7 separate regions of the Mus musculus genome follow, and regions 2, 3, 4, 5, 6 and 7 are each linked to region 1. Evidence: chromatin contacts called from public HiCAR-type, HiChIP or PLAC-seq and promoter capture Hi-C data. All regions are on one chromosome and are shown on one strand. The core of a region is the stretch at or near the end of the contact, and the rest is flanking DNA. Distances in the headings are between cores, read along the strand shown.

Region 1 (3,246 bases), core at 320-2,819:
CCCCCCCCCCGCCCCAGGACACTATGCCCCCCCCCCACACACACACACATGCACTCTGTCAACACGCATCCAGCATGGCCGTGAGCATTGCAATGATCACTGTAGGTCTTTAATTCACGTGTGTATCATCTTTCGACATGAAGCTCACTGAGGGCAAGACCTATGTCTATCTCTATTCTCAATCATTATTTTTAGACATTCTTTTGTGTGTGTATGTTTGCACTTGTGTTTGTGTGTGCACGTGCGCCGGTGCATGCACAGGCGTGAATAACTGTGTGCTCCTTTAGCCCTGTTTTATTCGTGTTTTTGTTTTTGTTTTGAAACAGTGTTTCCACTATGAACGTGGAGCTCACTGATTGGCTAGGCAGGCTGGCCAATGAGCTTCAGGGATCTATCTGTCAACCTTTTACCCAAAGCGCTGGGAAGATCGAAGCTCTCAATGGGTTTTGAAGTCGGTCCCGGGGAATGAACTTTCCTGTCTTGGGGGATGAGTGCCATCAGGCAATTTACCAACTGTGTCAGCTCCTTCAGTCATTATTAAATGTGAGAAATCGAGTGTGTATGTGTGTGCATGCACTCGCGCGCTGCAGGTCCTGGGGGAAGACTTGGGGGAATTAGCATCCCAGTGCAGGACCTTAAATTCTCAAGGGATTCACATGGTGCCAAGTTCACCATTTAAGTGTTTTCAACTACCGTCAATCTTCGGGTGTCCACAGTCCCTAGAAACAGGCAGAACTGTTCGCCTTAAAAGGAGCAAGGGGAACCAGCTGTGGTGGTGCACAGCTGTGACTCCAGCAAGAATTGCGGAGCCTGAGCCGGGTTGGTCGTCAGCTAGAAGCCAATCTGGTCTACATACATAGACCCTGTCTTTAAAAAATGAATTTTTAAATTGATTTTAAAGGGCTAGGCACACACCTTAATAGCTACACTCAGGAAGCTGGAACAGGAAGATCATGAATTTGAGGCCAGCCTGATCTAGGTATTCAAAACCAGGCTAGCCTTGGTATGAGACAGGATCTCAAACAACAAAACAAGAACAATCGAGATGGTTCAGTAAATAAAGGTGCTTGTCACCAAGCTTGTCGACCTCAATGCCATCCTCAGAACCCCACAGGGTAGGAGAGAATAGACTGCTGAGAGCTGTCCTCTCTGACCACACAAACACACGTGCGCGCGCGCGCGCACACACACACGTGGTAAAGAACCACAAGTAAATAAATGAATGAATAAAATGTAATTTGCAACATTATACCAAACCAAAAAAAAAAAAAAAGCAAAGCACAGAAAGAGTAGCTGTGCAGAAACGATCAGTAAGGAGCAGAGACCATTTCAAGCATCCCTGGACTTTAAACTCCAGCCTCAATAGGACACCCCTAAAAACGTGATGAATCCAAGCACCCTTCGGGACTGGAGGAGGGGGCTCTGTGTCTCTCTGCACCCGCCCACCTCGAGTGGAAGCTGCGCGCGCAGCGCGAGGGTCCTGCGGTGTCCCGGCTCCGCTCCAGGCCACGATCCAGCCCGGGTTTCCGCGCGCGCCGCCCCGCCCCGCCCCGCGCCGCCTCGGCCGCCACCGGAGCCGCTCGGAGCTGCGCGAACATGGCCGAAGTCGGCGAGGACAGCGGCGCCCGCGCCCTGCTGGCGCTGCGCTCGGCTCCCTGCAGCCCCGTGCTATGCGCCGCGGCTGCGGCCGCCGCCTTCCCGGCCACTACGTCCCCGCCGCCGCCGGCGCAACCTCCACCCGGGCCGCCCGCGCTGCCCGCCGAGCCCGGCCCCGGGCCGGTGCCCTCCACCGTCGCCACTGCCACCACCACCGCGCCCGCCCTGGTGGCCGCGGCCGCTGCCTCCGTGCGCCAGAGCCCCGGGCCTGCCCTGGCTCGCCTGGAGGGTCGGGAGTTCGAGTTCCTGATGCGACAGCCCAGCGTCACCATCGGCCGCAACTCGTCGCAGGGCTCGGTGGACCTAAGCATGGGCCTGTCGAGCTTCATTTCCCGGCGCCACCTGCAGCTCAGCTTCCAGGAGCCTCACTTCTATCTTCGCTGTCTCGGCAAGAACGGCGTCTTCGTGGACGGGGCCTTCCAGAGGCGCGGAGCGCCCGCCCTGCAGCTACCCCAACAGTGAGTACTGCGCCACCCTCGGGTCACCCCTCTCCGGACCTGGCCTGAACCCCCTGGCCACCCCTGACCTCTACCCCGCCCAGCTTGGCTCCTTGTCACTCTGTGATCTCGACCCTGCTCAACCTGAACCCCCCGCCCCCCGGTCACCCCCTGAACTCGCCTCCGCCTGGTCTGGCACCTGGGTCGAGCCTCAAATTTCTTACCGTTCCCACCGGGTCCCAGCCCTTGGTCACTCCCTCCTCCATCTCGACCCTGCCAGGCCCTAGCCCCTCTAATCTCGACTCTATCCGGCTCTGATTCCCTAGCCATCTCCCAGTCTTGATCCCACCTAGCTCTGACCCCTGGTTACACAGATCTCCATCCCACCCGGCCCAGCTGAGCCTGATCCTTAAGTTACTGGTGATCTCACCCATCACCTGGCTCTGACCCCGTGGTTGTCCTGATCTTAATCACGACCCAACTAACCCTGACTCCCCAGTTAACTCATTGGGCACTGATCCCTGGATGGGCCCGACTCCCATTCAGCCTGAAATCCTGTCACCCTGACCCTGGACAGGCCTGAACACTTGGGTCCATTCTAACCCCTTTCTCTCTCTCTGACTCTGACTCTGACTCTGTCTGTCTGTCTGTCTGTCTGTCTCTCTCTCTCTCTCACACACACACACACACACACACACACTTACACACACACACTTGCACACTCCCCAACCCCATCTGTCTTCCACTCCTCCCATGTTGGAGTTGGCTACCCATGATCTCCAACCCTTTCTGAACCCAGCTTATCCCTAATCCCACCTGGCCTCAATACCTGGGGTCACTCTTGACCCCCATCCTACCAGCCAGAAGCCGTTACCCCTGACTTCCCTTAACCTGAAGGTCCTAGGGCCACCCCTAACCCTTATCTCACACAGCCTAAGTCTTCAGAGGTCATCTCTGACTTCGAATGGTTTGAAACCATCAGCTCACCCTGATCTCCATCTTTACTTTGGGTCAACTCCAGACCCTCCAGCCCTGAAACACTCCCCTTCTCCGTGGTCACGCCCTGACCTAAACCCTGGCCAGCATCATGAGATACCACCCAGCCTGAACTAACACCACTCCTCCCCAGCCCATCGCCTTCAACCCTGATTCC
Region 2 (3,306 bases), core at 749-3,248, 2.0 Mb before region 1:
TTACTCTTGTCTTTGTGCCATGACAGCCCCACAGCGGGTTTAGAGCCCAGGACAAGCTGAACTGGGATAGATCTGCAGGGTTGCCCTAGGCTGGGTTTCATAAGTTCTGCCATAGAGGTCACATTGCGGTTTTCTTGGGCTCAGAACCTTCTGTGAACAGTGTGCTTTCCTGTCACCGAGTCTAACCATTTGCGACAGGATCAGCTGGCTGTGTTGTAAAGCAAGTCCGTCCGTCGTGTAGTTGGTGCTTTGTCAGTTGCACCCAGGGTCGGGGTGACTGGGAAGACGGTTTGATTGATGTTCTGTGGTAACGTGGCCCACACGTTATGGTGGACACCAAGGGCTTGTGAGATAGATGGTCACTGTATTTGCTGTCAGTGCGTACTTTACATGTGAAGTTGAAAATAGTATCTGCTAGGTTTCCATCCTAGCCAGCAGCCACCACCCAGAAGCATCCTGACTTTAGGTATAACTGAACGGGGCATGGTTTTGAAGGTTCTCCCAGGGTGGCCCGTGGGTTGGTTGGAGTCGTACGTGGACTTTGTCTGTGCCAGCTCTCCTCAAGAGAGGCTAGCTCAGTCCCCCAGAAGTACTTGTTGTTCTTGCAGAGATGTTTGACAAGCAGCAAGCCAACACCATCTTCTGGAGTCCCCAGGGGCAGTTCGTGGTGCTGGCCGGGCTGAGGAGGTAGGTCGGGGCCCTGCCCACTGTGGCTGCGCCCTACTCCTGAGGGTTTGTGCTGAGGGGGAGCGTTGTCATCTCACTAGATATTTGTCACAGCTGAGCCTCCGGCCACAACAGGCTGATGGAAGTCGTGACTTGCAGATGATGTGTCCTCTGTGATCATAGCCTTGTACCCCTCCTGTGAATCCCGCATCTTCCAGTGGGACAGACGTTAGCTGGAGGCTGTCCTCCCGTCTGTGGTTGGGGTGCCTATCTCTTGTTGCCCTGCATCCCAGCTGAGCACACAGGAGTGGTGAGCAAGCCCAGCCCTGCCCTCTGGTGGGAAGGATGGCTGTGGCCAGCTGAGCACACCGGAGTGGTGAGCAAGTCCAGCCCTGCCCTCTGGTGGGAAGGACGGCTGTGGCCAGCTGAGCACACCGGAGTGGTGAGCAAGTCCAGCCCTGCCCTCTGGTGGGAAGGACGGCTGTGGCCAGCTGAGCACACCGGAGTGGTGAGCAAGCCCAGCCCTGCCCTCTGGTGGGAAGGATGGCTGTGGCCAGCTGAGCACACCGGAGTGGTGAGCAAGCCCAGCCCTGCCCTCTGGTGGGAAGGATGGCTGTGGCCAGCTGAGCACACCGGAGTGGTGAGCAAGCCCAGCCCTGCCCTCTGGTGGGAAGGATGGCTGTGGCCAGCTGAGCACACCGGAGTGGTGAGCAAGCCCAGCCCTGCCCTCTGGTGGGAAGGACGGCTGTGGCCAGCTGAGCACACCGGAGTGGTGAGCAAGCCCAGCCCTGCCCTCTGGTGGGAAGGATGGCTGTGGCCAGCTGAGCACACCGGAGTGGTGAGCAAGCCCAGCCCTGCCCTCTGGTGGGAAGGATGGCTGTGGCCAGCTGAGCACACCGGAGTGGTGAGCAAGCTCAGCCCTGCCCTCTGGTGGGAAGGATGGCTGTGGCCAGCTGAGCACACCGGAGTGGTGAGTAAGCCCAGCCCTGCCCTCTGGTGGGAAGGATGGCTGTGGCCAGCTGAGCACACCGGAGTGGTGAGCAAGCCCAGCCCTGCCCTCTGGTGGGAAGGATGGCTGTGGCCAGCTGAGCACACCGGAGTGGTGAGCAAGCCCAGCCCTGCCCTCTGGTGGGAAGGATGGCTGTGGCCAGCTGAGCACACCGGAGTGGTGAGCAAGCCCAGCCCTGCCCTCTGGTGGGAAGGATGGCTGTGGCCAGCTGAGCACACCGGAGTGGTGAGCAAGCCCAGCCCTGCCCTCTGGTGGGAAGGATGGCTGTGGCTTGTGCCACTGTGGAAACTTCTCCAGATGCCACAGAGCACTGTGTACACCATCCATGTCCTGGGCCCAGCCTCAGGATGTCCTTAGGAAATTTGTCACTGTGAGGGCAATAGGGCCAAGGCTCAGGGAACTAACTACAGCCCAGCAGAGTCCTCCATCCTTTCTCACCCTGTGACTCAGTTCTCAGTTGTGGTGAGGGGCATTGGACTCCCGGTGGGGGTACAGGGGATTGTGGGATCAGCTGCCCTGTCACCCCACAGCATGAACGGTGCCTTGGCGTTTGTCGACACTTCAGACTGCACCGTCATGAACATTGCAGAGCACTACATGGCCTCCGATGTTGAATGGGACCCAACTGGCCGCTACGTGGTTACCTCTGTGTCGTGGTGGAGCCACAAGGTAGAAGATGGCAGGTGCTGGGCCCTTAGAGAACGAAACCTCTCAAGGCTGGTGACAGAAACTGTTCCTGTGGGGCTGTTATATCCAGGGATCCCAAGCTGAGGGCATTATTCACAAACCTCGCGCAGCTGAGGGGTCAGCTACCAGAGCATTGGGCATGTCTGCTTGGCTGGGCCTGCTGGAGCACTGTGCCTGTGTTTACTGTTAAGTAGACAGTTGAACCAGTCCATGAAAACAAAACCTGTGAGCTCAGAGGGCTCCAGCTGATGAGATGTGACCCCTTGCTTCCCAGAGTCCTTGGGTAGTGTCTGGAATAGCACTCTATACTCAGGACAGGATGTGCTGTCTAGGACCCATCCCAACACTTATGTAGCACATTGTAGGACTGGCAATGTCAGTGCATAGCATAGCACCTGCCTGGGTTCCATCCCAGCATCTCCCACCCCCAAAAGGGCCGAGGGGAAGGAAGTGAGAGTCTTTAAAGCCTATGTGGGGCTGTTCCATTCAGTTCACAAAGCCCCTGAAGAGATGGTTGGCAGCAAGGAGCCCAGCATTTGAGTTGAGGCGGAGCTCCTGGGAGGCAGAGGCAGGCGGATTTCTGAGTTCGAGGCCAGCCTGGTCTACAGAGAGGGTTCCAGGACAGCCAGGGCTACACAGAGAGAATCTGTCTCTAGAATCTTGCGGAGAAAGCTAAGCTGAAGTTGCTGCTGTTCTCATTGGCACTGCTGTGAGAGTTTCTTGTCATAGACCAGTGGGTGACGAGCAGGCCCAGGATCCTTGCAGCATTGTTTGCTAGCCATCTTTTCTGCTGGAGGGGGAACACAGCCAGGTGCAGGTGTTTTTGTCCAGAGCTCAGGTTGGTGCTGTGGCTGCTAAGAGTAACGGTCCAGGGCAGCCTTGCACATTTTGCATGATGGTTCCCACTGCCCTCTAGGTGGACAATGCTTACTGGCTGTGGACCT
Region 3 (3,433 bases), core at 349-2,848, 1.8 Mb before region 1:
TTTGCCAAGGAATATTTGGTGCAGAGATGAACCGAGGCGTCATACATGCTAGGCAAACACTTTACCAACTTTGCCAGATGAGGTACATTTCAGGCGCTCTTTTACACGGCAGCAGGGGCTGACCCGATATTCACTCTGTAACTCAGGCTGCCTTTAAATGTTCAGCAATCGTCCAAGCCTGCTACATGGGCTATCATGTCTGTCTTCATTTTGAAAAGAATTTTGTTGAAAGCAGGTGTGCGTATGTGTATGTGCGTGCGTGCGTGCGTGTGTATAAATGTGTGTTGCTCAGGCCAAGTTGCACGTGTGGAGGTCAGAGGGCAACATATTGTTGGTTCTTTCTGACCATGTGGGTCCTGGGAAATAAACTCAAATCTGCCTAGGTGACAGTTGCGTTTGCCCACTGAACCATCTGGCCAGCCCCTGCAGTAAGTCTTTACCTGATCCAGCCTGATGCCTTCTTTTAACCTCCAAGAGAGGGACGGACATTAAGAAGAGTGTAGTAGAGAAATAATTAGAAATGATACTCCGGTCTAAAATATAAACGCTAGGGAGTCGGCGACAGAAGGAACAGCAGTTTATCCGTGGTGGCAGGGTGGGCTCAGACTTCCTTTGAAGGGGGACGCGGAAACTGAAGCCAACCAGACCCAGGGGCAGCCAGGCGGAGAGCCGCCCCCAGCTGCGCTCCCGGAAGATGCAGCAGGCTCGGGCTCGGACCCTGCTCCCACTCCAGGGGACCCTTGGCCATTTCCGGACCCGTAGCCTCTCACCCTACCATTAGGCGCACATTCCTGCCGCCCCCGCTCGTGCTAGGCGCAGGCAAGGCCCCCGCCCGTGGGAAGGGGGCCGTGTGCCGGGGAGGCGGGTCTGGGATGGCGCACAGCTGGGTCACATCTGGTAGGAGTGCGGAGGAACCAAATGGAACAGAAGGTAGCCTTTCATCCTTCGAGGAAAGAGGCTGCTTGAGTGTCTCCTCGCTACGGGGTGCCTGAGGTTTTTGGGGACCAACCCTCCCCATTTAGGAACATGATGCCAAGACAGGCCTGCCTGGGGGAGGAGGGAAGGATGGACCGACGGAGGGACGTAGAATTTTGTCACTGATACCCTTTTGCCTGAACTTCAGGTCCACTCCTAAGACATAAGTATCAGTAAGGGCAGCTCAAAATTAATCGCTCAGGACACACTGCAGGCTACCACTTTGGCTCAGTCAGCACCGTTCCCCAGGGAAGGAAACCCGCTCGGGGACAGGAAATGCACAGCGAGAAGCCAAGGATGTCGCCCGCGGAGGAGCACTGGCCCTATCACCCAGGTCCCAGCTTCGGGGGCGCGTCCTCCACGTGCAGCCGTGGCGGGCGTTGGTCAGGCTGGGTGTCTCCCAGAGCAGCTCCGGAGGGTGACTCGGCGCAGGCGGGACAGGCTCGTGCACAAAGGGGGCGGGTGCCGTGGGTACCCCAGCTGGGTGGTTCCCAGCCCCTTGTCCGTATCCCACGTGGGAAGGAGAGATCTCCCTAAAGGTTACGCCCCAAGGCTAGCAGCCAATTAGCGCGTGGAGGCGTGGCGGGCAGGGGAGGTTTAAGAGTTCCTGAAGCGAGAGGCGCGCAGCTGGACCGGGAGCCTCGGGCAGCCGGACCAGTTGGCACTGGGATAGATATTACGTGCGGCCGCCGGCCACCATGCTCCAGCGGTGCGGCCGGCGCCTGCTGCTGGCGCTGGTGGGCGCGCTGTTGGCTTGTCTCCTGGTGCTCACGGCCGACCCGCCACCGACTCCGATGCCCGCTGAGCGCGGACGGCGCGCGCTGCGTAGCCTGGCGGGCTCCTCTGGAGGAGCTCCGGCTTCAGGGTCCAGGGCGGCTGTGGATCCCGGAGTCCTCACCCGCGAGGTGCATAGCCTCTCCGAGTACTTCAGTCTACTCACCCGCGCGCGCAGAGACGCGGATCCACCGCCCGGGGTCGCTTCTCGCCAGGGCGACGGCCATCCGCGTCCCCCCGCCGAAGTTCTGTCCCCTCGCGACGTCTTCATCGCCGTCAAGACCACCAGAAAGTTTCACCGCGCGCGGCTCGATCTGCTGTTCGAGACCTGGATCTCGCGCCACAAGGAGATGGTGAGACCCAGCGCGGCCTGGGCAGGGGGATGAAGTGGGGATCACCCTCTGGTCCAACTGGTGACTGACGATAGCGGTTCCCGATGCGTTAATTGCTTTGGGTCTATCTGGGAAACGATGACACTGATAAATCCCATTACAGCCCCGTGTGGCTGCTGGGGTTCACTTTGCCTTACTACCCTGGAAGCTTCCTTCCGTGTTGCCCAGGGTCACCCCAGCCACATGCTCTGTGTCTGGATGAGTCGCCTCCAGCTTAGGGCTGGCTCTGTAACGCTTCTCCTAAACACTGGAGTGAATGGCCATATTTGTTCCTAAACTTTTTCGAGCAAATTGGCTCAGTTCCATCCTGGGTCCCCTTCACTCCCCTTCCTTCTTCCTGGGTGGAAGGTACGCCCCCTTGAAAGGGAGGGAGGAAAAGGCATAGCACACCCCTGGACCAGGCAAAGTGAAAGAAATGGGTGCTAGTTCTCCAGACTTGCTCAGAACCCTGACTTCAGTAGCTCAGCTCCCCCACCTCCTGTTAGACCAACTTCATACACATAATAAAAAGACACACCCCACTTTGAAAATCTCCCTGGAGGCTACAACAGGACCGTTGGGGCGGGAGAGCAGAGTGCACTGCGTGTGTGTGTGTGTGTGTGTGTGTGTGTGTGTGTGTGTGTGTGTGTGTGTGTAGGGGTGGGGGTAGATATTTGGTGTGAAGACTAAGACTCACTTTCCTTCCTGACCCAGCCCCAGTGAGACTTCGCTTTAGGACAGTGGAGGTTAAGAGGACAGGCTCCTATCTAGTCTTGGTCAAAGAGGGGCCCTGAGAACCCCACCGTAGCCTCCTGAGAATGAGGCGTCCCTTTCCCAGGGGCTCAGCAGGCCTTCGGGAGGGGGCAGCGGGGGGCCATGGGTTTTGTTTGGCTGTGGTGCCGTTAGGATTCCCAGCGCTAGGCTGCTCTCACGCCGGCCCCTTGGGCAAGGCAACAAAGCCCCTTTCTCCAGCCGAGAAAGGCGTCGGCCTCTTGTGTACAGCTATGCGCTCCATGGGAACCGTTGGCTGGCGTGCTGGCCACTCAGGTTGCCTGGTGATGAGGGGGCCTCTGTGTCCTCCCCCCAGCCCTGAATGACAGCCCTCGTGGGGCACGATCCCTGAGCCAGGGCATTCCCCCACCCCTTCATTCAGCCTTCCTGCTGTGTGATATTGGATAGCATCTATCCCACTCTGGGCCACTATCGGTTCTGAGAAACTCTTATTCAGGGATTTGGGACTCAGTTGGACTGTGTGGTCTGGTGAGAAGCCTAGGGTCTCTCTGATCCTCTCTTGCTCTCAGAAAAGGGAAATA
Region 4 (3,354 bases), core at 201-2,700, 1.8 Mb after region 1:
CATGTGTCCATAACAGCCCAGGCTCTGGTAAGGATGAGGTCCTGTCTCAAAAAGCAGTAGCAGTTGTATGCAGTATGGGGGTGTCTCAGTTCCCCCCGCCCCCAGTCCTTTCATTGAAGTCCAAATGACATGAGGGAGGTGACAGCTTTCTACCAGAACCATGGCCCACATGACTGTGTCACAAGTACTGAGACCCAAGCCTGCTGAACTTAGCCAGAGCTATGCAGAGTCCTGGCTGAGTTGTTTAGACCTGTCCTATTAATGGGGGGGTGGGGGGGAGACACACTACTATTAGTTGAGCCTAGTGACCAGTTACCCTTATGATTCCTGCAGCAAGAGGCTGAGGCAGAAGGGTAGCCATGAGTCTGAGGACAGCCTTGGCTTTGGAGTCTGTCTCTAAAAGGAAAAAAAAGAGCCAGGGATGTAGCTGAGCTGAGCACATGTGAAGAAACACTGGTTTGGTCCCTAGCACCACACTGCCCCAACACACATCTGTAACTACAACAGTCACTGGATCAAAGAATATATATTTTCAGCACATTTTAGTTGAGTGTGCCATGACCCAATTGCAGTTCTAGCACTTGGGAGGCAGAGGAGACACTGGAGGGTCAGGTGCGCAAGGGCAGCCAGTGTGCTACAGCTAGCAAAATGGCACAGCTGGTAACGTCACGTGCAGCCAAACCGAAGGACTTGAGTTCGACCCCGGCACAACGTGGTGGAAGTAGAGAACAGACTCCTGCAAGCTGTCCCTCTGACCTAGGAGCATGCACATACACCAAAAATAGACACACAGATAAAGGCTAGCAAGAAAACCTGTTTTCTGTGAGCAACATGACACTCACATAGAGGTCAGAGAACAACTTGGGGGAATTGGTTCTCTCCTCCCACTTTGTGGGTCCCAGGCTCCTCAGTCTTGGCATCTTCCCCTCTACCCATAGGCATCTTACTGCCCCATAACCTTTTATATTGTAATTCCCTTGTAACCTCGGGAAACCAAGGCAGGAGCTAGCAACAGATAGGTAGACATGGGTGGCACCCCCTTGCACCCCATTTCAGTAAGGGGAGACAAAAAGAGGAACAGCCCTGTCCTTGAGCCCTTAGGACTAGCAGAGTCCGCTGGAGAAACCAGGGTGCTCCAGGGCAGGGAAGGAGAGAGCTTGCCAGCTTCGCTCAGGGAGGTGGATGTGGTTCCTGCAAGACTATGCAGGGTGGCTTATCCTAGACTCTGTTCTGACTCTTAACCCCAAGGCCAGGTGTCCTGGCCAGATGCGATCCGGGTCCCCCCCCCCCCCTCCCCGCCCTGGCAAGTCCCCAGAGAGGTCGCCTGCTCTCAGAACTGGAGGGAGGGAAGGGAAGGCGGGTCCGCACGGGTCCTCAGAGCGAGGGGCGTGGCCGCAGGTGCCGCCCTGGCCCCTCCCAGCGAACTCATTTACATGCTTCCCGCAGCCCCGCCCGTGGTGGCTAAAGCTACGTGTCCTTGTCCCCCGTGGGCAGCCTCTGCGCGTACGGCCTCGAATCCCCAGGTAAACCAAGGGGTTGGGGAAACTATATAGGACTGCTGGGAGGGAACCCCAGAAGCTTGATCAGACGCCTGGCAGCTGTAGGGGAAAACAGACAGACAGATGGGATGGTGGCTTCCACTCAGACTGGCTGGTGCTGTCCACGTGGTAGAACTGGGGGCTGCTGCAGGGCCTTGGCAACTATCAGTCTGACCTGTGAGCTGTCCTGCGTGCACTCACTGAGGTTCTGGTTCTGATCATGTCTGGACCTGTGTCATGTCCAGCTGTAAACGTGATGTTTAAAGGGTGCTGCCTGTCTGGGACAAATGACAGTGTCGGGGGGCGGGGGGGACCCATAAGCCAGGGTTGGGACCTGTTCCTGGGTGGTTTAAGCAAATTGTCAAGTACGGAGGCTCAGGAGGAGCAGGGGACCCAAAATGGGTTCCCAGATAAGTGGGGAGGGAAGAAGGGATGGTAGGTTAGAGAAAAGTGGGTCAGTGTGAACTCAGCCAGGGCTTTGGGAGCACAGGTGAGTCAACTCAGGGTTCAGTGTGGACGGGAAGCGCCTAGGTGTCCACTAAGCACCAGTGGTCAGCTGCACTGGCTAAGGAAGCAATGAGACAGCCATGCCGCGTGTCCACTGGCCACACTGAATGACTGCAGAGGGGCTGTGTTCTGAATTTCAGTTGGAAGGGCCTCACCCAGCCACCACCTCCTGGGAAAACCAGCCTGGAGCTATGAAGACCAAAAACCGGCCCCCTCGGCGCCGAACACCCATGCAGGACACAGAAGCCACCCCAGGAGAGCAGACACCTGACAGACCCCAGTCAGGCTCAGGGGGGTCAGAGCTGACAAAGGGTCTCCGGAGCAGGACAGCGCGTGCAAGCGGAGGTCGGGGAGAGGTCAGCCGCCGGCGACAGGGGTCTGGTGGCCGCAGGGAGAACAGTGTTCAGAGGCGGCTGGAGAGCAATGAGCGAGAGAGGCAGCGGATGCATAAACTCAACAATGCCTTCCAGGCACTGCGCGAGGTCATCCCGCACGTGCGGGCTGACAAGAAGCTCTCCAAGATCGAGACCCTCACGCTGGCCAAGAACTATATCAAGTCGCTGACCGCCACCATACTTACTATGTCCAGCAGCCGCCTCCCGGGGCTGGAGGCACCAGGTCCTGCGCCAGGCCCTAAATTATACCAGCACTACCATCACCAGCAGCAGCAACAGCAGCAGCAGCAGCAGGTAGCTGGGGCCATGCTTGGTGTCACTGAGGACCAGCCCCAAGGCCACCTGCAACGCTACTCTACACAGATCCACAGCTTCAGAGAGGGGAGCTAGCACGCGCTTCGGGCTCCGGGGCAGGTTGGCAGTGAGGAGCCTGCCTGCTCTTCTCAGCTGTTGTCCCTCTGTGCTGCAAGCTCCAGACTGGTAATGACACTAGTGAGGTCCCTGAGGGGGTTTTGTTGTTGACATAAGCCCTCTCATGGCCCAAGCTGGCCTTGAACTCCTGATCCTCCTCACCTCCATCTTCTCTAGGGCTGGGATTACAGGCATACATCATGACATGGTGCCACGCTGGGGACTGAGCTAAGGGCTGTGTGTGTGCGCACTAAGCAAGCTCTCTAGCAACCGAGCTGCATCCCCAGCCCAAAGTTGACTCGCAGTAAATCCATTTTCCTTGAAACTCAGCTCAGACACCAGCATGTGGCAGTTTTTCCTAGCCACCCAGGGGACAAGGGAGTGATCTGGGCCTTCAACTCTCCAGGGAAAGCCTACCTGTCCTTGCTGCCCTTTGACCAAGGATGCACAGGGGTGGGACAGTTCTTGCCTTCCTTAACAATTGCATGTGTGGTGGCTAAGGG
Region 5 (3,256 bases), core at 261-2,760, 1.8 Mb before region 1:
AACTCAGAAATCCACCTGCCTCTGCCTCCCGAGTGCTGGGATTAAAGGCGTGCGCCACCACACCAGGCTGCACAATATTTTTAAGTGGCACGAGTCTACCATTGCCCTTGAGCCTCAGTTTCCCCACAAGGACACAGCTTCTGGCAGAGGGCCATGACCACAGCTTCCTGCTGGACAAACTGTCAGGGCTTCTTTTTCTCCCGTGGGAGCCTCTCCCCTCCCCCAACTCACGAAGGGAAGCATCCACCTAGAGGTCCCAACCCAGAGGCTACTACAGAGCCACCCTGGTTCTCCACACCTCAGATGCTCGGCTCTCTCCATGCAGAGACTGAGACTGACCCTGCCACTGCTGCAGCTCTCCCTGCCTTGCCTGGTGGCTTCCCAGAGCCAGGAGGGAGGGACACTGCCCGGAGATGCAGCCAGATGGCTGTAATCCTGCATCAACAGAGGCTTAGACACCTGCTTGGCTCCTTCCCTGTCACTCTGGCCTGCCCAAGCATTCCAGGGCATCTCAGTTTGCAAGGGGCTTTCCCCAGCGCCATAGTGGAGCCTCGGGGCTCTGTCCCTCCCCTGATGGTGTGAGCATCATGCAACCTCAGAATGAGGCTTCGAGGCCTGACCTGTTGCCATCCCCCAACATGGTCAGGGACTGGTCCCTCTTGTAAGTCCTGTGTGAGTGTTCTCCCTAGACACGCCTAGGGCCTGACATGGCAGTTTGGAGAGACCTGCCTGAGTAGAATAGGAAATCTGAAAGAAATCAGAAATGCTACCAAATGCCTGAACTACATTAGAGGGTAGGGGGGGCTTGGGAAAGGTTTCTGTGAGGCAGGGTGGACCAGGGCTGGGCTGGGCTGGGCTGGGGGAGGGTTCCAGATGGGGGCTGGGCAGAAGGAACAGGTGTGAGGAGGCAGAGGGGAGGGGAGCCATCTGGGTGGAAGAGGAGAGCAACTAAGCTACAAGGCCAGCCTCCTGTGTCGACAGAGGCTGGAGCCAGAGGCACAGCGGGGCCTGGGGCTGGCGACAGAACTGAGAAGGAAGGGACACCCTCAAAGTCCTTAGGGTAAGGTTGGCTTTGGGGTAGCAGTACAGATTGTCCATCTCATTATAGTATCTCCATTTACAGGTCTCTCACCTCCAGAGCCCACCCACTGCCCTCCCCAGGACCCTCACCAATCCCATGTTTTGTGGGTCCCATAAAGCCTGGGCTGCCCACGCTGTCCACGTACAGAGTAACAACCCACTCCCACCCCCCAGGACACATGGCTGAGCCCTGGGCAGTGTGGGAATGTGGGCCAGGCAAGAAGGTAAGACTCACTCTTCCCTCTGTCCCTGCACCTGCCCGGTCACCTCCCACACCCTCAGCTCCAAAGCCCATATTTCCATGTGAATGGCCGCCCTCAGCCTGCTAAGCTGGTTAACAAGCCCCCAGCCCCACAGAGGCAGACAGAGGGTGTTAACACAGGCCTATTGTCCCAGCTCGGGCTCCAGGTTGCCATGGCACCTGCCAGGCCTCTGGGCTTGGACTAATCCTTTCTCTGGGCCTTTCACTGCCCTGGTCCCACCCCCCCAGGCTGGTCTCTGTGACTTGGCTGTGCCCAACAAGGCTAGTTTCTCTGCTGAGGTCAGGAGAGGCCATAAGTCTAACCCCCAGGGCCCCTGGCCCCAGCTCTTTGTCCCTGGCATTGTCCCTGTGTCCCTAGCCCTCCAGTTCTCTGGGAACTACAGTGGCTTGGCGGGAATTGGACTCAGCCAGGTGGTCAGTTTTTCCTATTGTGGAGAAGAGTCCTCAGTCCTGATCTCTCTGGCCTGCCCTCTGCTCTTCGGGTATGCCAGACAAGTACTACACCCACTGAGCTAAACTCCCAGCCAGCCCCCTTTCTAAGTTTTTGTTGTTTGTTTGTTTGCTTGTTTTTTTGTGACAGGGTGTCATTATGTAACTCAGGCTATTCTTAGATCTACGATGTCCCTGCTGGGCTTGCAGGTCAGCACCACCTTTTAGAGACCTCCAGAGTCACTTGCCAACAGTCCCTCTAGAATACCAACTCCACTGGGCCAGAAGGTCCAAGACCAAGGGTGCAATAGGTCCTTAGAGGGTGTGGTCCCTGTGTTGTAGGATGGGATCCATGGACAGAGGCACCAAGGGGAGGCCGAGCTCTCTCTCTAGACTGGCTTGACCTCTCCAGGGAAACTCAACTTTCTATCTCCCTATCTCCCTCAGAACCATGAGTCTGAGCATGAAAGACATCTGCCCTCTCTCCTCCTCTTCCACCCCCAGAAGATGGAGGCCCAGGATCTAGGATTCCAGACCAGTACATCACTGAAACGCAGCTTCTCAAATGGTTTCCACACTGACTCCTTTCTCAAATTACAAAGCTTGAGACATCTTTACATGATCTCAGATAGCTACATACATTAAAAACAAGTCCACAAACCAAACGCTCACCATAAATCAGAAAGACATTTACTTTAAAACAATTCTTTGGTATACACAGGACCCTGCAGTTTATTAAGGAACAAGGGAGGAAGAGATGACTCAGTAAAATGTTGGCCGTACAAGCACGAGGACATGAGTTCAGATCCCCTGAACCCATTTGAAAAGCAGCCATGGTGGAGTGTGCTTATAACCCCAGCCTTGGTGTTTAGGGTGTACACGAGTGACAGGGGGACTCCTGAAGCTTATTGGTCAGTCGTCCTGGCAAATCAATGAGCCCCAAGTTCAACCGGAGAGCTCCTCTCAAAAAAAATCAAGATGGAAGCCAGTCGGTGGCAGCACACACCTTTGACCACTGCACTCGGTAGACAGAGTCAGGAGGATCTCTGTGCCAGCCAAGGCTGCATAACAAGAAACAAACAAAAGAATAAGGAGAGCAGCTGAAGAAAGATATTCTACACTTATGGTGGTTTGGATATGCTTGGCCTATGGAAAGCAGCACTATTAGGAGGTGTGGCCTTAGGGGGTGTGGCCTTGTTATAGGAAGTGTGTCACTGTTGAGGCGGGGCTTTGAGGTATATATATATATATATATATATATATATATATATATATATATATGCTCAGTCCTGGCCAGTGTGATCCAGACCCTCCTCCTGGCTGCCTTCTGATCAAGATGTAGAACTCTCAGCTCTTCTAGCACCATGCCTGTCTGTACTTTGCCATGTTCCCACCATGATGATGGACTGAGCCTCTGAAACTGTAAGCCAGCCCCAACTGAATGTTTTCTTTATAAGAGTTGCCTTGGTCATGGTCTCTCTTCAC
Region 6 (3,446 bases), core at 807-3,306, 2.0 Mb before region 1:
CCGGAGCCATAAGCCTTTCTCAAGATTTGGATCGAATCCAGACACTGGGGCTTTGGGCTCTCAAAGGTCTGGGCCTGCCAGTCCTAGAAGAGACACTAATTAAAAACTAAGTATCCTTTAGCCAGGCTGGTGCATGCCTTTAATCTTAGCACTCGGGAGGCAGAGGCAGGCGAGTTCGAGGCCAGCCTGGTCTACAAAGTGAGTTCCAGGACAGCTAGGGCTACACAGAGAAACCCTGTCTCTTAAAACAAAACAAACAAACAAAAAAAGTAAATTAATTTACTTAGTGGGTACCTAGCACATCAGCGCCCCTGGCCCCAGTCAGTTCTCTCCGTCTACAATATGAGTTTGCAGGATAGAACTCAATTGTCAGGATTAACAGCAAGAAATGATGAGTAGATCATAAATACTTCTGAGTAGATCATAAATACTCAGCCAGGGGCTGGTGAGATGGCTCAGTGGGTAAGAGCACCCGACTGCTCTTCCGAAGGTCTGAAGTTCAAATCCCAGCAACCACATGGTGGCTCACAGCCATCTGTAATGAAATCTGACCCCTCTTCTGGAGGGTCTGAAGACAGCTACAGTGTACTTACATGTAGTAAATAAATAAATAAATAAATCTTAAAAAAAAAAAAAACCTCAGCCAGCCCAGTACTAACTTATCCATCAGCCCGTGTTCACATGTTTTGTGGTTTAGTCTTTATATCGCACAGGCTGGCATGATCTTTCTGCCTCAGTCTCCCCAGTGCTGGGATTCCAAGTCTATGCTTCCTGGTCAACTAACAGGTCCTTTAAAAAAAAAAAAAAAGGAAAGTTTTGTTTGTTTTTTCTTAGGAATGATCTGGGACCAGAGAGGTGACTCAACTGTTTTTGTTGTTGTTTTGTCTTTTAAATTAGGCTCAACAGTTCAGAGCATTGCCTGCTCTTCTAGAGAGCCTGGGTTCTATTGCCAGCAACGACATGCGGTTCATAATTGTCTACTCTAAGTCCTGCGCGTGATACGATGCCTTCTTTCGGCCTCCGCTTGTACACGGTGCACAGACAGACTTGCTGGCAGAACACTGATACGCATAAAAAAAAATTCGAGTTAAGAGATGGTTGTAAACTACCATATGGGTACTGAGAGCGAAACTTGTGTTCTTAAGCTCTTAGTCCCCTCAACTAGTTCTTATTAAGATTTTCGAAACTTTGAACTGGAAGTATCAAAAATCTTGACTATCTTTTCAAGCAAACCACTCTTGGGGTCCCCCTGGTCACTCCACGAAGGTTCCGTCCCGTCCACCCCACGCTGGCCCACGTGATCGCGCTCTCCCGCGCGTGAAGACCGCAGTCACCGGCAGACAGAATCACAGTGACTTTCACGTCTGGGGCCAACGCTAAATTGCGAGCCGCTGCAGTGAGGATGGCCATTGAGATTAAAGCCGCTCATCACACGACTCTGCATTGTGCGGGCAGTCATTCTTGTGTGTGTTGGCGGCCCCTGGTTGTCGGCGAGCTCCTCGCGTAATTTTGGAACCCTTCGTTCTTTTGCCCCGTCAGTGGACCGGTCTAAAATGCAAGACCTTACGGGGGAGCGAAGCCAGTCATGTCAGTCAAGCAGTCTGTCTGATTAAAAGCAAAGCTTACAAAGAATCATGTGTGGAGCTTTCAGTTGTCTTGGCATTATTTTATGGTCACATATTTTGTCTTCATACAGTTACGCGTGTTAATCATTTGAGAATCCACTTGATGCTCCCCAGATAGTACAGTCCTTCCCCGTAGCGCCCGCTGGGAGAGGCAAAGGAACTTCTACCATCTTGGACGCAACTATTTCTTAGCTAGAATGGGGGAGCCACATATCCTTGTGAATTTATTTGCTACCTTAAAAAACCTTTTGGGCTATAAATAAACTTGCATATCTTGAAACTTATTATTTTAATTGTTTCTAGATTTTTATGCATATCTGAGTTTTCTCGGGCTGATCGTGAGGAATGAGGGCGTGGGTGTCTCCCCCGAGCCACATCTTGGTACGATCCCATCGCTGCACGCACATGGCTCCGCGCTAGCGGCGCGCGGTGACTTCTGGGAGTCGGAAGCAGGGCGGCCGAGCCGGGTGAGAAGCAGCGCGGGCCCATGCAGGACGCTGAGAACGTGGCGGTGCCCGAGGCGGCCGAGGAGCGGGCTGAGCCCGCGAGGCAGCAGCCGGCCTCCGAGTCGCCGCCGACGGACGAGGCGGCAGGGTCTGGGGGGTCCGAAGTGGGGCAGACGGAAGACGCCGAAGAAGACGCCGAGGCCGGACCGGAGCCCGAAGTGAGGGCCAAGCCGGCGGCCCAATCCGAAGAGGAAACGGCGACGAGTCCGGCCGCCTCGCCCACGCCGCAGTCGGCGGAGCGGTCCCCGTCGCAGGAGCCCTCTGCTCCCGGGAAGGCAGAGGCCGTTGGCGAGCAGGCCCGGGGGCACCCCTCGGCTGGAGCGGAGGAGGAGGGCGGGTCTGATGGGAGCGCGGCTGAGGCGGAGCCGCGGGCTCTGGAGAACGGAGAGGCAGATGAGCCCTCCTTCAGCGACCCCGAGGATTTCGTAGACGACGTGAGCGAGGAAGGTAAGGGCGATCGTGTCCCCGGCCAGGGCGCGAGGTCTCCCGGTTACAACGATCTTGTTTCCTCTACAGTGGGGGACCATTTGGGGAGTCCGTTTCTGCGGCAAGCCCTTGCACCTGGGGGTTGGTGGAGGGCAGGACGAACAGGACTATCTGGGGGCATTCCAGTTTCCTGGCCAAGGGTTTCCAGGGTTGACCAGTTGCTGTGTTCCCAATGGTTTCCGTAGTAAGGCATTGCCATCGGACCCAAGCACATTACCAACCTGCTTCCTTTTACTAGGTCGGTACCCTGGACCATTGCTTTTTCACATTGTTCGTTTGGCCGCTTACTTCATGATTTCTTCTATGGTGACTGGCTTTTTAAAGGCATTGTTTCTGTCTACCTGCACAGGAGCCAGATTCCTAAAATCTTTTTTGACAGTTGATAGCATGTGTTCCTCTGCCGTTTCAACTTCACTTGAGCCAGTTCCTTCATGTGTTGGTGTGGCTAATACCAAGGGCCAAAGGGCCTAAGAACACCACTTTTTTTTTTTTTTTTTTAAACGAGACAGGGCCTCTCTATGTAGTTCAGGCTGAAATTGAACTCTTGGTTCTTCTCAGTTTTCACGGTGCTGGTCCTACAGACATGTACTCCCAAACAATTGCTTTTGAACTACCATGAAAATTCAGCGCCCCAATATAGTTGTCAACTTAGAACTTACAATATTTCAAGAGGTCGTCATTTGATGTCACCATTGTTTGACTTAATCCTTTTGTATGTTTGTGGGGGTTGTTTTGTTTTGTTGTGAAACAGGGTCTGGCATGGTCCAGGCTGGCCAGCTCTTTATGAAGCTGAAGCTGTCTTTGATCCCCATCCTTCTGCCTCCACTTT
Region 7 (3,475 bases), core at 579-3,078, 1.9 Mb before region 1:
TATAACATTTATGCTTTGTTTGTTCATTTGTTTTGTTGGAGACATTGTCTCATGTAGCCCAGGCTATCTTCAAGCTCACTGTACATCCACAGATGATTTTGTTTTTTGTTTTTTGTTTTTTCGAGACAGGGTTTCTCTGTATAGCCCTTGCTGTCCTGGAGCTCACTTTGTAGACCAGGCTGGCCTCGAACTCAGAAATCCGCCTGCCTCTGCCTCCCGAGTGCTGGGATTAAAGGTGTGCACCGCCACGCCTGGCTCACAGATGATTTTGAACTTCTGATCCTACTGCCTACAATTCCTGAATGCTGGGGTTGCAGATGTGTGGCATCATGCCTTGTTTATACATTGATAGAGATGGAGCCCAGGGCAGAGCAAGCATTCTACCCCCCCTGAACCACACCTGAGCCCTCGAACTTACAGTTATAGATTGAATTGTGTTCTATCTTCCAGCCCCAAAAGGAAAGAGATGTTGGTGCTCTAGCTCCTAGTGCCTTAGAGATGACCTTATTTGGAGACTGAGCCAGGAGAATGGTAATGAAATGAGGTCATGGGATAGTCCTGATCTTGTCTGGCTGTGCCCTTATGAAAATGGAAATCTGGGCTGAAGTACGCAAAAGGGAGGTAAAGAGAAGGGCTGGAAGATGCTCCTGCAGGGCTCTCTGCAAGAACCAGCCTGCTTGCTACCTCAACTCCTGGCATCTGGCCTGCAGAACCCTAGGAAAAGAGCTGTCCATAGTTGAGGCTGGGTCTGTGTTACAGTTAGAGCAGCCTGAGCAGGTCACACGCACACATGGCAACCCAGGGGACTCAGCTGTAGGTTTTGAATCCTAGTTAGTAAGATGGGATCATCTGCCACCAGAATATAATAAATCTTCCTAGGTTCTGTCCTCTGCCATTCTGTGTCATACTGCTACAGAAAGAGGCTTCTAACCCTAGGCACTGGGAGAGCCCGTTGGCTCGGAACCAGTCCCCTGCTTTGGGAAGGCAGCTCAGTGCTGGGATGTTAAGTGTGCGTCACCACGCTAGCTTTCTTTTGCAGGTGCATGTGTGCACCTCATGTGTGATATGTGGGACTCAGAGGACAACCTCAGGCACCTTCCAACTTCTGTTTGAGACAGAGCTTCTCTTTTGTCTGAAACTTCACCATATAGAGAGGGCTAGGGAGCCAGCAAGCTCCAGACTCTCTCTCTGCCTCCCGGTCTTGCCATACAGGCAAGCACCACGGAGCCTGGCTCACGAGCATGGGCTGTTCACAGGTTCTGTGGATCTGACCACAGTTTCTCACCTTTGTGAGGCGAGCACCTCATTTACCCACTGAATCCTCTCCCCATACCTTGTTTGTTTGTTTGTTTGTTTGTTTTTGAGACAGGCTCTCATTAAGTACGGCTAACCTGGAACTTCCTATCCTACTGCCTCAGCCCCTCCCGTTCCTCCCTCCCCCCTGCCAAGTAGCTGCGGTGACAGCTTGCACCATGCCTGGCTCTCACTAAGAGCTTTACCTGCATGGTCTCTCTTAAGCCCCATAAACTCTGACAGGATTGTCAGCTTGCACAGCCCACGTTGCAAGTTCAAACTGCGAGACAGGCAACGCCCCTTGAGATCAGCCACGCCCCCACTCCGGATTGGTTGCTGCAAAAGGGGCGGGACGCTCAGGGATGGTGGGTGGGACCAATCTCTGGCCGTAAATAAGGTGCCACATGGCACTGGCTGGCGAGGGCAGGAACGGGGAGAAGTGCGCAAGCGCATCCAGAACGGGCGTAGTCCCGCTCGTTAGCTCTCGCGAGAGGATGGAGGGAGGTCTGCCTGGGGGCGGAGCCGCGCCTCGGGCGGGGCTGCTAGCGGGAGGAGGCGATTTCGGCTGCAGAATCAGCATCACCAGCAACAGCAGCAGCGGCGGTGACTGTGGCGGGCGCTAGGTGAGGAGCGCAGGCTCGAGCAGAGCGAGGGGTGCGTAGGAGTCCCGAGTCCTAGGGTGGGGCGATGGTCCATGGTTTGGCGATGCAGATTGGTACCTCCTTCTGCCTGGCTTAGGCAGCTCCCACGTGGTCCCGGGTTCGAATCCCAGTTCTGTCCAGCTGGCTGTGTAACCTTAGCCAAGCGTGCACCTTCTCTGAGCCATCTTCTTGTGCAGCCCTGCAGAATGCGTGGAGGAAGGTGTGGCCACTTGGCCGACCTCCTTTGCAGTAGTAGCGGCTGGCTCGGAGGTTGGGAAAACACCTTCCCAGTTTTGCCTCTGGCTGTTTGGGTGTCCAGGCGAGAAAGCAATTGTTCAGAGACTGTTGTGCTGCAGTGTCCCGGCCAGACCTTGCAGGAGGCTGTCTCCGAAGCCAGGTTTTGTACCGAGCAAGCACTGGCCCCACATCTCACCCCAGTCTACTGAGCATCCTCCTGCCCTGTGCATTGCTGCGGGTGCCCCCAGCAGCAGCCTCATGCCTGGTGGGCCACAGGAAGCCGCGCATTAGTGGCTAACAGTAGGACCTATCTTCTCTTTGGGCTTCTGGCCACGAAGACATCGCTGGCAGACCTTGGGTTCCTTCCGCACATCCGCCTAGCTGTCGCACAGAGAGCTGTAATGTTTGCACCCTTCTTAAATTATTTATTTTATAATCCCACGCTGCGCTGGGAGCCCCGGAATTGAGTGGGAATGTCACCCTCGGGGGAGAACGGGGCTGTGAGCCTTCCATTGCTGGGACAGCACCGTGTGGCTCCAGCCTAGGTAACATGAGTTAGGGCCCTGTTTCCGGGTGTGAAGGAGAGAAAAAAGATTGTTGGGAAACTGCTATGTGCTGGGTATGATACTGCAACTTCGCGAGTTGCCTAAGGTGGAGCGAGTTGCCTAAGGTGGAGCGTGGTGCCAGTTCTTGTGAGCTTAGGCAAGAAGATTGCTGTGAGTTTGAGGGCAGCCTGGGCCGCATAGTGAGGTTCAGGCCAGCCTGGGCTACAGGGTAAGACTCAGACTTAAAACAAAACAACACAAAAATTACAAAAGGGCCTGCCTGTACCTTCATGTTTAATTTCCTTGCTAGGATCTGGGGCTGAGCTTGCTTGTACCCGTATTGTCATGTCGCTTTCGTGGGTCTGCATCTTCAGTTTCCTGCTGTAAGGGCAAACCACCATATTGGGTGGAATGCTGGGAACCATGGGCCCTGGGTAGCTCAGGTCGTCCTGGTTCAGGGCCACTTGAGTGCCAAGTGTATGAAAGACGTTTGCGGTATGCAAAGAGAATGCCAGGAAAGGTGGCACGTACCTGTAATCCCCAAGAGGTGAAGGCAGGAGGGTCTACAGTTGAAGTCTAGCCTGGGCTACATAAAACCCTGTCTCAAAGAAACCAAACAAAAGAAACCCTTAGCATTGAAGACTGGAAGCAGCTAATTCAGGAGACGTTGAGTTGCTGTGCTCATGAGGGGTGGGGCCTGTGGGGGAAAGACTAGTTTCTGGAGGGGCGGGCAAGGAGTTGTGTGCATGTCCATGTGTG

What was found. Promoter capture Hi-C pulls out the DNA fragments that hold promoters and counts their contacts. HiCAR-type assays count read pairs that join an accessible place to other places. HiChIP or PLAC-seq counts read pairs in DNA pulled down with a chosen protein or histone mark.
Region 2: a contact with region 1 is called in a FOXA1 HiChIP or PLAC-seq map of pancreatic cancer cells. The contact joins the enhancer-like site here to the promoter of Foxk1 in region 1. A contact is called at or near these places in 3 of 39 promoter capture datasets (hippocampal neurons, liver and pre-B cells) and 2 of 115 datasets of contacts at active chromatin or transcription factors (embryonic stem cells and pancreatic cancer cells).
Region 3: a HiCAR-type map of astrocytes shows a contact between it and region 1, with 3 times the contacts expected there. The contact joins the promoter of Lfng here to the promoter of Foxk1 in region 1. A contact is called at or near these places in 6 of 39 promoter capture datasets (the 3T3-L1 cell line, cranial neural crest, embryonic stem cells and 3 more) and 6 of 115 datasets of contacts at active chromatin or transcription factors (astrocytes, differentiating embryonic stem cells, embryonic forebrain and 3 more).
Region 4: a promoter capture Hi-C map of pre-B cells shows a contact between it and region 1, with 5 times the contacts expected there. The contact joins the promoter of Bhlha15 here to the promoter of Foxk1 in region 1. A contact is called at or near these places in 1 of 39 promoter capture datasets (pre-B cells) and 1 of 115 datasets of contacts at active chromatin or transcription factors (pancreatic cancer cells).
Region 5: a contact with region 1 is called in an H3K4me3 HiChIP or PLAC-seq map of pro-B cells, with 6 times the contacts expected there. The contact joins the enhancer-like site here to the promoter of Foxk1 in region 1. A contact is called at or near these places in 3 of 39 promoter capture datasets (the 3T3-L1 cell line, embryonic stem cells and hippocampal neurons), 5 of 115 datasets of contacts at active chromatin or transcription factors (T-cell acute lymphoblastic leukemia, embryonic hindbrain, embryonic midbrain and 2 more) and 1 of 9 other capture datasets (embryonic stem cells).
Region 6: a contact with region 1 is called in a promoter capture Hi-C map of liver, with 5 times the contacts expected there. The contact joins the promoter of Eif3b here to the promoter of Foxk1 in region 1. A contact is called at or near these places in 6 of 39 promoter capture datasets (the C10 cell line, cranial neural crest, frontonasal cranial neural crest and 3 more) and 2 of 115 datasets of contacts at active chromatin or transcription factors (embryonic stem cells and large pre-B cells).
Region 7: a contact with region 1 is called in a promoter capture Hi-C map of embryonic stem cells, with 5 times the contacts expected there. The contact joins the promoter of Chst12 here to the promoter of Foxk1 in region 1. A contact is called at or near these places in 7 of 39 promoter capture datasets (the 3T3-L1 cell line, the C10 cell line, cranial neural crest and 4 more) and 7 of 115 datasets of contacts at active chromatin or transcription factors (the 230-238 cell line, embryonic forebrain, embryonic stem cells and 4 more).

The regions. Positions count from the first base shown.
Region 1 is chr5:142,399,928-142,403,173 of GRCm38.p6, forward strand. It overlaps Foxk1 (forkhead box K1), which reads left to right and starts at 1,570. Exons shown (of 9, transcript NM_199068.2): 1 at 1,570-2,114. The coding sequence starts at 1,597.
Region 2 is chr5:140,437,708-140,441,013 of GRCm38.p6, forward strand. It overlaps Eif3b (eukaryotic translation initiation factor 3, subunit B), which reads left to right. Exons shown (of 19, transcript NM_133916.2): 13 at 609-687; 14 at 2,206-2,344; 15 at 3,279-3,306. Among named protein-coding and RNA genes, the nearest start is that of Gm4869, 6.1 kb to the right of the region's middle. Within about 2 kb of position 1,999, at least 25 of the 459 cell types and tissues checked have an H3K27ac peak or open chromatin away from gene starts, as enhancers often do. A contact at or near this core is called in pancreatic cancer cells, where this site is marked.
Region 3 is chr5:140,605,743-140,609,175 of GRCm38.p6, forward strand. It overlaps Lfng (LFNG O-fucosylpeptide 3-beta-N-acetylglucosaminyltransferase), which reads left to right and starts at 1,599. Exons shown (of 8, transcript NM_008494.3): 1 at 1,599-2,102. The coding sequence starts at 1,674.
Region 4 is chr5:144,188,836-144,192,189 of GRCm38.p6, forward strand. Bhlha15 (basic helix-loop-helix family, member a15) reads left to right here and starts at 1,451. Exons shown (of 2, transcript NM_010800.4): 1 at 1,451-1,523; 2 at 2,186-3,354. The coding sequence starts at 2,237. The coding sequence ends at 2,830.
Region 5 is chr5:140,582,716-140,585,971 of GRCm38.p6, forward strand. No RefSeq gene overlaps it. Among named protein-coding and RNA genes, the nearest start is that of Gm30603, 12 kb to the right of the region's middle. Within about 2 kb of position 1,511, at least 79 of the 459 cell types and tissues checked have an H3K27ac peak or open chromatin away from gene starts, as enhancers often do. A contact at or near this core is called in embryonic stem cells and pro-B cells, where this site is marked.
Region 6 is chr5:140,417,249-140,420,694 of GRCm38.p6, forward strand. It overlaps Eif3b (eukaryotic translation initiation factor 3, subunit B), which reads left to right and starts at 2,057. Exons shown (of 19, transcript NM_133916.2): 1 at 2,057-2,578. The coding sequence starts at 2,113.
Region 7 is chr5:140,503,781-140,507,255 of GRCm38.p6, forward strand. Chst12 (carbohydrate sulfotransferase 12) reads left to right here and starts at 1,829. Exons shown (of 2, transcript NM_021528.3): 1 at 1,829-1,916. All of the region lies in intron 4 of Gm38728 (a long non-coding RNA gene), which reads right to left.